Regions from separate parts of the Mus musculus genome. Here all the other regions are linked to region 1. Evidence: chromatin contacts called from public HiChIP or PLAC-seq and promoter capture Hi-C data. All regions are on one chromosome and are shown on one strand. Each heading gives the region's core, a stretch centred on a gene start, on an enhancer-like site or on the middle of the called end of the contact. The rest is flanking DNA. Distances are from core to core; before and after follow the strand shown. Region 1 has its middle 23 kb from the start of Gm24296. Region 2 holds the start of Cfl2 (cofilin 2, muscle). Region 3 has its middle 25 kb from the start of Snx6.

Evidence for each region. HiChIP or PLAC-seq counts read pairs in DNA pulled down with a chosen protein or histone mark. Capture Hi-C pulls out chosen DNA fragments and counts their contacts.
Region 2: an H3K4me3 HiChIP or PLAC-seq map of bone marrow-derived macrophages shows a contact between it and region 1, with 2.5 times the contacts expected there. The contact joins the promoter of Cfl2 here to the enhancer-like site in region 1. A contact is called at or near these places in 8 of 39 promoter capture datasets (cranial neural crest, embryonic stem cells, frontonasal cranial neural crest and 5 more), 2 of 484 Hi-C or Micro-C datasets (the N1E-115 cell line and nephron progenitors), 5 of 115 datasets of contacts at active chromatin or transcription factors (T-cell acute lymphoblastic leukemia, bone marrow-derived macrophages, embryonic stem cells and 1 more) and 2 of 9 other capture datasets (adipose tissue and pancreatic islet).
Region 3: a promoter capture Hi-C map of adipose tissue shows a contact between it and region 1. The contact joins two enhancer-like sites. A contact is called at or near these places in 7 of 39 promoter capture datasets (the C10 cell line, the HPC-7 cell line, cranial neural crest and 4 more), 1 of 484 Hi-C or Micro-C datasets (the Ba/F3 cell line), 3 of 115 datasets of contacts at active chromatin or transcription factors (bone marrow-derived macrophages, embryonic stem cells and pancreatic cancer cells) and 4 of 9 other capture datasets (adipose tissue, embryonic stem cells, liver and 1 more).

Annotation. Positions count from the first base shown.
Region 1 is chr12:55,018,283-55,020,982 of GRCm38.p6, forward strand. No RefSeq gene overlaps it. Among named protein-coding and RNA genes, the nearest start is that of Gm24296, 23 kb to the left of the region's middle. Within about 2 kb of position 1,264, at least 76 of the 459 cell types and tissues checked have an H3K27ac peak or open chromatin away from gene starts, as enhancers often do. A contact at or near this core is called in the Ba/F3 cell line, the HPC-7 cell line, adipose tissue and 4 more, where this site is marked.
Region 2 is chr12:54,861,524-54,864,223 of GRCm38.p6, forward strand. Cfl2 (cofilin 2, muscle) reads right to left here and starts at 1,354. Exons shown (of 4, transcript NM_007688.2): 1 at 1,221-1,354; 2 at 3-310. The coding sequence starts at 1,223.
Region 3 is chr12:54,819,614-54,822,313 of GRCm38.p6, forward strand. No RefSeq gene overlaps it. Among named protein-coding and RNA genes, the nearest start is that of Snx6, 25 kb to the left of the region's middle. Within about 2 kb of position 1,273, at least 73 of the 459 cell types and tissues checked have an H3K27ac peak or open chromatin away from gene starts, as enhancers often do. A contact at or near this core is called in the Ba/F3 cell line, the HPC-7 cell line, adipose tissue and 3 more, where this site is marked.

The DNA.
Region 1 (2,700 bases), core at 14-2,513:
ACTACACAGAGAGACCATGTTTTGTTTTAAAGCCTATCAGATAAGCTGATCTGGAGGCTGGACTGGTTAAGAGCACTGGCTGTTCTCATAGAGCAGTGGTTCTCGACCTTCCTAATGCTGCGACCATTCAATATAGTTCCTCATATTTTGGGGACCACCACCATGAAATTATTTCCATTGTCACTTCATAACTAATTTTTTACTGTTATGAATCACAATGTAAACATTTTTGGAAATAAAGGTTCACCAAAGGGATTGAGACCCACACGTGGAAAACCCATGTTCTAGAGGAAGTAGGTTCAATTTGCAGAATTGGTAGCTTACAACTGTCTATAATTCTAGTTCCAGAGGATCTGATGCTGACTTGGGCCATGGGGCATCAGGCATGAAAGCAAAAACAGCCCCCCACACACATAAAATAGAATAAATTTATTTAAAAATAAGATAGTTCTGGAATTAAAAGAAATAATTAAATATATTAGAAGAAAGATGATAACAGAAAAAATAAGAAAGCAAGAGAGCCAGGTGGTGGCGGCACGTGACTCTAATCTTAGTTCTTGGGAGACAGAGGCAGGAAGGTCTCTGAGTTCAAGGCCAGCCAGGGCTACACAGAGAAACCATGTCTTGAAAAACCAAAACCAAATAAAGTGGAGGGGTAGAAAGAGCTTTAGAGCACAGATAACCATCAGATAGGAGAAAAAAACCCCACTAACTTGTCAAGTAGAATTATACACAGATGCTTCTAAAGTTATGACAGGGCATCACCCCATATACTTACTATTAGTTGACAATACTTGGTCTAAACACAGAATACATATAATCTACTGGACACCATTGCTTTTAGCTTAGCCTACTTTGAACACATTCAGAACAACACTATTAACCTATAATTGGCCAAACTTATCTGTCACAAAGCCTATTTTATAATGAAGTGTTGAATGTCTCATGTATTTTATTCTTATAGCACCCCAAAACTCCCTGAGTAACATTTTGGCCTGCCAATTGTCTGCTGTTCCCCATCCCCCTCCATGATTTCATGGTTCCCTGGGAGATGTGACAACTGTCCAGTATTCCAAGGAGGTCCTATATTGCATATGGCTAGCCTCAGGAGACTGAAACTCAGATTCGAAGTACAATTTTTACTAAATACCAGTTGCTTTTGCACCTTGAGACATGAAAACTTCTCAAGCTGAACATGCTGAGTTTCCGCCCATCCCTTTACGTTAGTAATTGAATTTGAGGAAGTGAAATAGAAAGTGTCTGAGGGGCTGCTGTAAAAATACGAGGAGTCTGGAAGTCAGAAAACACAGTAAGATGGAGTAGTGCACTACAAACCTGCCCCAGAAAAGTGGTGGGCAATGAGTTCCAACAGCCATGCTCATTGCCCCCGCAGTGCTCAGCAAGCCTGATGCAGGATGAGACCGGGGGCAGATGGACTCAGTAGGGAGGAGAAAGTCTAACTAAGTGAGGAGAGAACATTAGAGCCAAGGAGTTAGGCATGCTCTCTAAAGACTGGCTCCAGGGCTGGAGAGTGGTTAAGAGCACTTCCTGTTTGTAACGACGGCCTGGGTTCCAGTGGTGGCTCACAACCATTCCTAACTAGAGTTCCAGGGACTCCAGCTAGTTTCTCTGACCTCTGAAGACGTGGGTACACACATGGTGCATGTACACACATGCAGGAGAAATACTCATAAATAAATGATAAATAAATAAATAGTAACCATAAGCTCTTTGAAGAGAAAGAAGGGTAGGAGAGGGAAAGAGGCCAGAGGTGGTGTGCATGACTTGGAAGGGAGAGGCAGGCAGATCTCTGTGTGTCCCAGGACAGCTTGGTCTACATACTGAGTTCTAGGACAGCCAGGACTACATAGTCAGGCCTTGTATCATGAGAGAGAAAAAGAGGCAGAGACAGAGACAGAGAGACAGAAAGACAGAGACTGAGAGAGAGGGTGAAGAAGGAAGGAAATGACCACTGTGAAAGGGGTGTGTACTGGCTAGTTTTGTGTCAACTTGACACAGCTGGAGTTAGCACAGAGAAAGGAGTTTCAGTTGGGGAAATGCCTCCATGAGATCCAATTGTAAGCCATTTTCTCAATTAATGATCAAGGGGGAAAGGCCCCTTGTGGGTGGGACCATCTCTGGGCTGGCTGTCTTGGGTTCTATAAGAGAGCAGGCTGAGCAAGCCAGGGGAAGCAAGCCAGTAAGGAACATCCCTCCATGGCCTCTCCATCAGCTCCTGCTTCCTGACCTGCTTGAGTTCCAGTCCTGACATCCTCTGGTGATGAACAGCAGTATGGAAGTGTAAGATGAATAAATCCTTTTCTCCCCAACTTGTTTCTTGGTCATGATGTTTGTGGAGGAATAGAAACCCCGACTAAGACAAATTGGTACCAGCATAGTGGGATATTCCTGTGACAACCTGACCATGTTTTGGGGAGGACTGTGGAAGGACTTTGGAACTTTCGGCTTGAAGATCCATTGTTAAGAGCTCTGTCAGATGTTGTGTAGGAGCTTAGAAGATAATGTTGAGAACGGTGCAGAAGATGGAGGTCTGGCTTGTGAAATTTCAGAGGGAAAATTAAAGACTCTTTTCAGGGCCATTGCTGTTTTGATTGTGAAAATTCTGTAGTTCTGGTTAGCTGGGGCTGAAGAATCAACTGTGATTAACAAGATACCAGAACTACTAAAGCAAAACCTTGC
Region 2 (2,700 bases), core at 104-2,603, 160 kb before region 1:
ACCAGAATATAAATACTAGGTCTTCTTTCTTAGACTCTTTTGTTTCGTACGTGGCATCGTACAAAGCATATCGGCAATCATTCAGAGGCAACAACTTCACAAAAGATGTGTAGGGGTCCTCTACAGTGTCACCAATGTCACCCACCAAGATCTGCTTGGCTTCCTCTACAATTATTTGTCTTTTGTCATCGCTCAAACAGAAGAGAACTGCTTTCTTTCTTTTTTTGATCTCCTCCTGTGTAGAAGATTTTCTTACTTTCATATCATTAAAAACTTTGATGACTTCATCATTCACTGTAACTCCAGATGCCTGAAAACAAACAAAGGGTGGGAATTTAGAATAAGGATTTCGGTTTTAACCAAAATCATAGACTTCAGTCTGGCCAGAGTATTAAAAAACTGCACCAAACAACGTAAGCAGTCCTATTAGGTCTGTCAATTTTAAATATCAGAAGAAGATACGGGTAAAATGTCTAACTCATACTGCTCATTCATCCTTCTTAAAGGAGTACGGAGAGAACCGCTAACGGGAGGTGGGAAGGGACAAATACAGTTGAGCCATGCCTGAAATGTTTCCTATTTCACTGGGTGATGTCAGAGCTTCAGGAGCAGCAGCAAAAATACCTTCTGTATTGTGTCAACTCTGCAGGCCTTAAAAAAAAACACTCCAGGATTTCAGTTAACGCTTCTACTATTTTTTTTTTCTTTCTTTAAAGCCGTCTTAGCCACGGCTGCTTCCACATAAGGAAAGAGAATCAAGTGTAAACTCCAACCCGCTGCGGCTACAGCGATTACGCCCCACCGCCCATTGGCAGCCGCTTTGAAACTAACAGATCCCGTGAAAAGGCTCCCTACGGCGAGAAAAGCGTTTTAAAATAGGTTTCTACCTGTTCAATCTCCTCGGAACGGCGTTATGGCCGGCCTCCTAGACCCTCACCCAGAGGCTGCTGGCCACGTACCAACCTTACAGCGCGCGAGTTAAAAACCTTAAGCCGCGCAGGGCAGAGCAACACGCGGGGGCCCTGGCCCAAGGAGCGACCCTCTCGCGCCGGGCCTGCGCCGGGCCCTCCCGCCTCGGGACTCGGAGCGGCCGCAGGGCCTCGAGCCCTCGGCCCGCAGCGCCGAAGCGCCCACCGCACAGGCCCAGGCAGGGTTAAGATGGCGGCCGCGCGGGGATCCGCGCCGCGCCCAGCATTCCCCCGCCGGCGCGCCCACCTTACCATAGTGCCCGCGGCTGAAGTGGCTGCGGCGGCGGTGGCTCGGACTCCGGCTCGGTGGCACTGGGACGAGAAGAAGGAGGGGTCGGCGGCGGGCAGCAGAGAGTGCAGGGCACGCCGGGAGCTGCAGCCGGGCGGGCGGGCGGCGGGCTGGAGGGCCGCAGGGCGGGCGGGGCGGGGGCGGTCACGTGGTCAGGCCCCGCCCCCGCCGCTGTCCTCCGCCTGACCCCGGAGCTCCAGAACCGCTAGCAGAACCACGCGCAGCGGCGGCGGGAGCCCCGATGCTGACAGGGATGGTCGTAGCGACCAATCCGGGTTCAACGCTCGAGCGGTTCGCGGGCTCCTGGCGCTGCTCTGGGGGGTTGTGACGTGAGGAAACGGGGTGTGGTGGTCGGGTAGAGAGCTCTTTGCTTCATTCACTTGCGCTTTCCACGGAAAGGGTCCGGATTGTAACCTTTCGGGACCCCTTTGGAAAGCCCCGACTTTGAATGAATCGTTAAGATCTTATTCTTCTTTGTGTGTTTGAATTGAGACAGGATCTCGTTTGGAGTCTTTTGCGGGTCTCTTGATTCATGAAGTAACTGCAGATGACCTTGAACGGATCCCGCCTCCATCCTGCAGGTGTTGGGATTACAGGCAAGCACCACCTCCCTGGGTTTAGACCCCTCTTATTACTAAAAGGAGAACGAACACTATAAATATTACCTTAGTGATTGAAGTACTAAGCAAAGGCAGAATGAGAAGCAGGAATGTTGGCTTATACCTGGAATTCTGCAAGAAGAGGGTGAGGTCACAAAAAGTCTCTGGAGATACCTTGGACAGAATTATAATCCAAGTAAAACCAGAAACTGCTCAAGTTACGTTTCTTTTCCCCTGTAAATGGGATGTATTGAGATTACTAGAAAAATAAATGTTTATATGTGGAGAGAAAAGGGCCTGACACATTTGATTTGGTAATTGTGTTGAAATCGTGTGTGTGTGTGTGTGTGTGTGTGAGAGAGAGAGAGAGAGAGTGTGTGTGTGTGTGTGTGTGTGTGTGTGTGTGTGTGTGTGAATAGGTGTGCTGTGGGAGTCATTTCTCCTCTACCGTGTGGGCCCTGGGAATTAAACTTAAGTCATCGAGCTTGGTGGTACCCTATCCCCATGTCAGGCAGCACACAGGCAGTCGTCACCTGTGAGCTCAGCTCCATGGACCCTGACTCCCTCTCCTAACCTTCACAAACACCTGCACATGTGCACACACATAAAAAATAAATGTAAAAAATCCTTTTGTTTTTACTCAGTGTACATGTAGGTGTATCTGTGTGAAGGTCTGCTATGTGTGTGTGGGTGCCCTTAGTAGCCAGAAGATGTTTGATCACTGGAGCTAGAGTTGCAAGAGTGGCAGACCATTGTGAGCTGCCTGAGCTGCCTGTTGTGGGTGCTCCGGTCCACTCTACTTTCTCAGGCCCACAGATTTATTATTATACATAAGTACACTGTA
Region 3 (2,700 bases), core at 23-2,522, 200 kb before region 1:
AGCATAGCTTCTAGCCCAGGTCCTAACCTCTAACAACTGCGACTGTACTGCCTTTCATGACAAAGGACAATTAAGTTTGCAGAGGGAATTAAAGACCTGGAGATAAGAAGATCCTTCCGGCCTACCCAGATAAGCATATGTAGACATGGCATACTTATAGTCCAGAGGCCCTTACAAGTGGGGAGTGAGGCCGAGTAGGAAACTGGGATAGCACTGTGAGAAAAACTCCAGTCTCTGGCTGGAAGGCAGAAGCGAACCAGAGCTAAGTGGTGCAGCCAGGTTCCTGAAGCAGGACAAGACCAGCAAACATACTGTCACCAGAAGGAACGCAGCTCTGCCAAAACTCCCATGGTAGACCTTGATTTTAGTGAAGTTTCTTTTGCACTCTGACATTTCACAGCCTTATTAGTGGTTTGTTTGGGAGTTTTGTCTTTTGGGGCTTTGTTTTGTTTGTTGGTTTGTCTAGGTTGTTTTATTTTAAGACAAGGTCTCACTGTGTAGTCCTGGCTGGCTTGGAACTTGTTATATAGTTCAGCCTGGTCTTGAAGTTACAGAGATGCACCTGTCTCTACATCCCAAGTGCTGGGATTAAATGTGTGCGCCACCGCACCAGGCTTGTTTTGTTTTAAAACAGAGTCCTATCAGTCCTGGCTGGCCTGAGACTCAAGGCGTAGGTGACTACGACCTTGACTTTTGGATTCTCCACTTTCAACCTCTACAGTGCTGGGATTACAGGCAGGTACCACTACCCAGAGCCAGAGATCAACCCAGGGCAAGCAGATTGAGCTATGCCCCAGTTCTAAGCTTCGAGGGATCCAGCACAGCAGGGGGAAAGGGAAACACATAGCTCTCTAAATTCTGTGCAGCTCAAATTCTTTTAAATTCCCATTTTACTGAAGCTAGTTTGTGTAGGGTTTTGTTCTTCAGCAACTCGATTTACAAATATTGCAGAGTCATTAAACAGTGCTTCTTTTCAGAGGGGGCGAAAACAGATCTTCAGAAATAAAACAAATCTATTGACCTCTACCTAATTCTTTTTAGTGGTTCTTCGCTCAGCCTGAAGGCAGCTGGGTGTTGCTGAGAGACCTCTGTGACCCCAGGCCCCACCTTTTAGTACTTTTCAAAGATCTCCCTCAGACTTCTAAACCGTTCATTCAAAACTTTGTTCTCCTTTAAAAAAAAAAAAAAAAAAAAGACAACTCTGTAGCAAATTTACTTCCTGTTACTCAACTGGCAGAAAGCAGAAGTCAGACATTGCAATTACAGATGCAGGACTGAACACATTAGTTACCCTTACAGATGTGCTGACCTCAAGGGTCTCAGAGAAGATATCTACAGATCTTTAGACCACCTATTGGGTTCATAGATCTTCCCAAATCCTTTGAAGTTCAGACAGCAGTCCAAAACCTTTCTCAGTTTTGGGAGCTGGCAAGATGGTGTCCTACTTAGGGTTACTATTAATGTGATGAAACACCATACCCAAGGCAAGTTGGGGAGGAAAGGATTTATTTGGCTTACACGTTCACATTATAGTCCATCACTGAAGGAAGTCGGGACAGAAACTCAAACAGGGCAGGAACCTGGAGACTGGAGTTGAGGCAGAGGCCTTTGTGGAGGGGTGCTGCTCACCAGCTTGTGCTGGTGGCTTGCTCAGCCTGCTTTCTTATAGAACCCAGGACCACCAGCCCAGGGATGGCACTGCCCACAATGGGCTAGGCCCTCCCCCATTAACATTAACAAAGAAAATGCCTAAGCTGAGTGTGGTGCCTCAAGCTTCTTACCCCAGCACTGGGGGGGTGGGGGTGGGGGGGGACAGAGGTAGGTGGATCTCTGTGAGTTTGAGGCCAACCTGGTCTACAGAGGTTAGGACAGCCAGGATGTTACCCTCTTAAAAACAAACCCTGTCTTGAAAAATAAACAAAGAAAGGAAAAACCAGCCAGAAGAGATGGCTCAGGAGTTAAGAGTATGTGTTCCGGGGGCTGGAGAGATGGCTCAGAGGTTAAGAGCACTGACTGCTCTTCCAAAGGTTCTGAGTTCAAATCCCAGCAATCACATGGTGGCTCACATCCATTCGTCCCTCTTCTGGAGTATCTGAAAACAGCTACAGTTTACTTACATATAATAAATCTTTGGGCCAGAGTGAGCGGGGCTGGAAAGAGCAACCATCTCATAATGAGATCTGACATCACAAGACTGCCTCCAGAGTGCTGGGATTAAAGATGTGGCATACCTAGCACTGCCCAGCCTGTCTTTTCTTCTCCTCCTCCTCCTCCTCCTCCTCCTCCTCCTCCTCCTCCTCCTCCTCCTCCTCCTTCTTCTTCTTCTTCTTCTTCTTCTTCCTCTCCTTCCTCCTTCTTCTTCTTCCTTCTTCAATTCAATTCAAAATATTTTATTCTGTTGCTTGCTTGATGTGTGTATGTATGCATGTATGTATGTATATATGTATATGTGTGTGTGTATATATATATATATGTAATTATTTACTTATGTCTGTGGGCATGTGTATGTCACAGGATACATGTGGAATCAGGGGACATCTTGAAGGACTCAGTTCTCTACTTCTACCATGTGAGTCCCAGGGATTGAACTCTGGTTATCAGTGTTAGTGCATGTGAGCAAGCCTGCTGAGCCATCTTTCTGGCTCTTGTTCATTTTCCATAGAAAAGTTTAACTCTTTCTTGACTGGATCCCAGGCCATT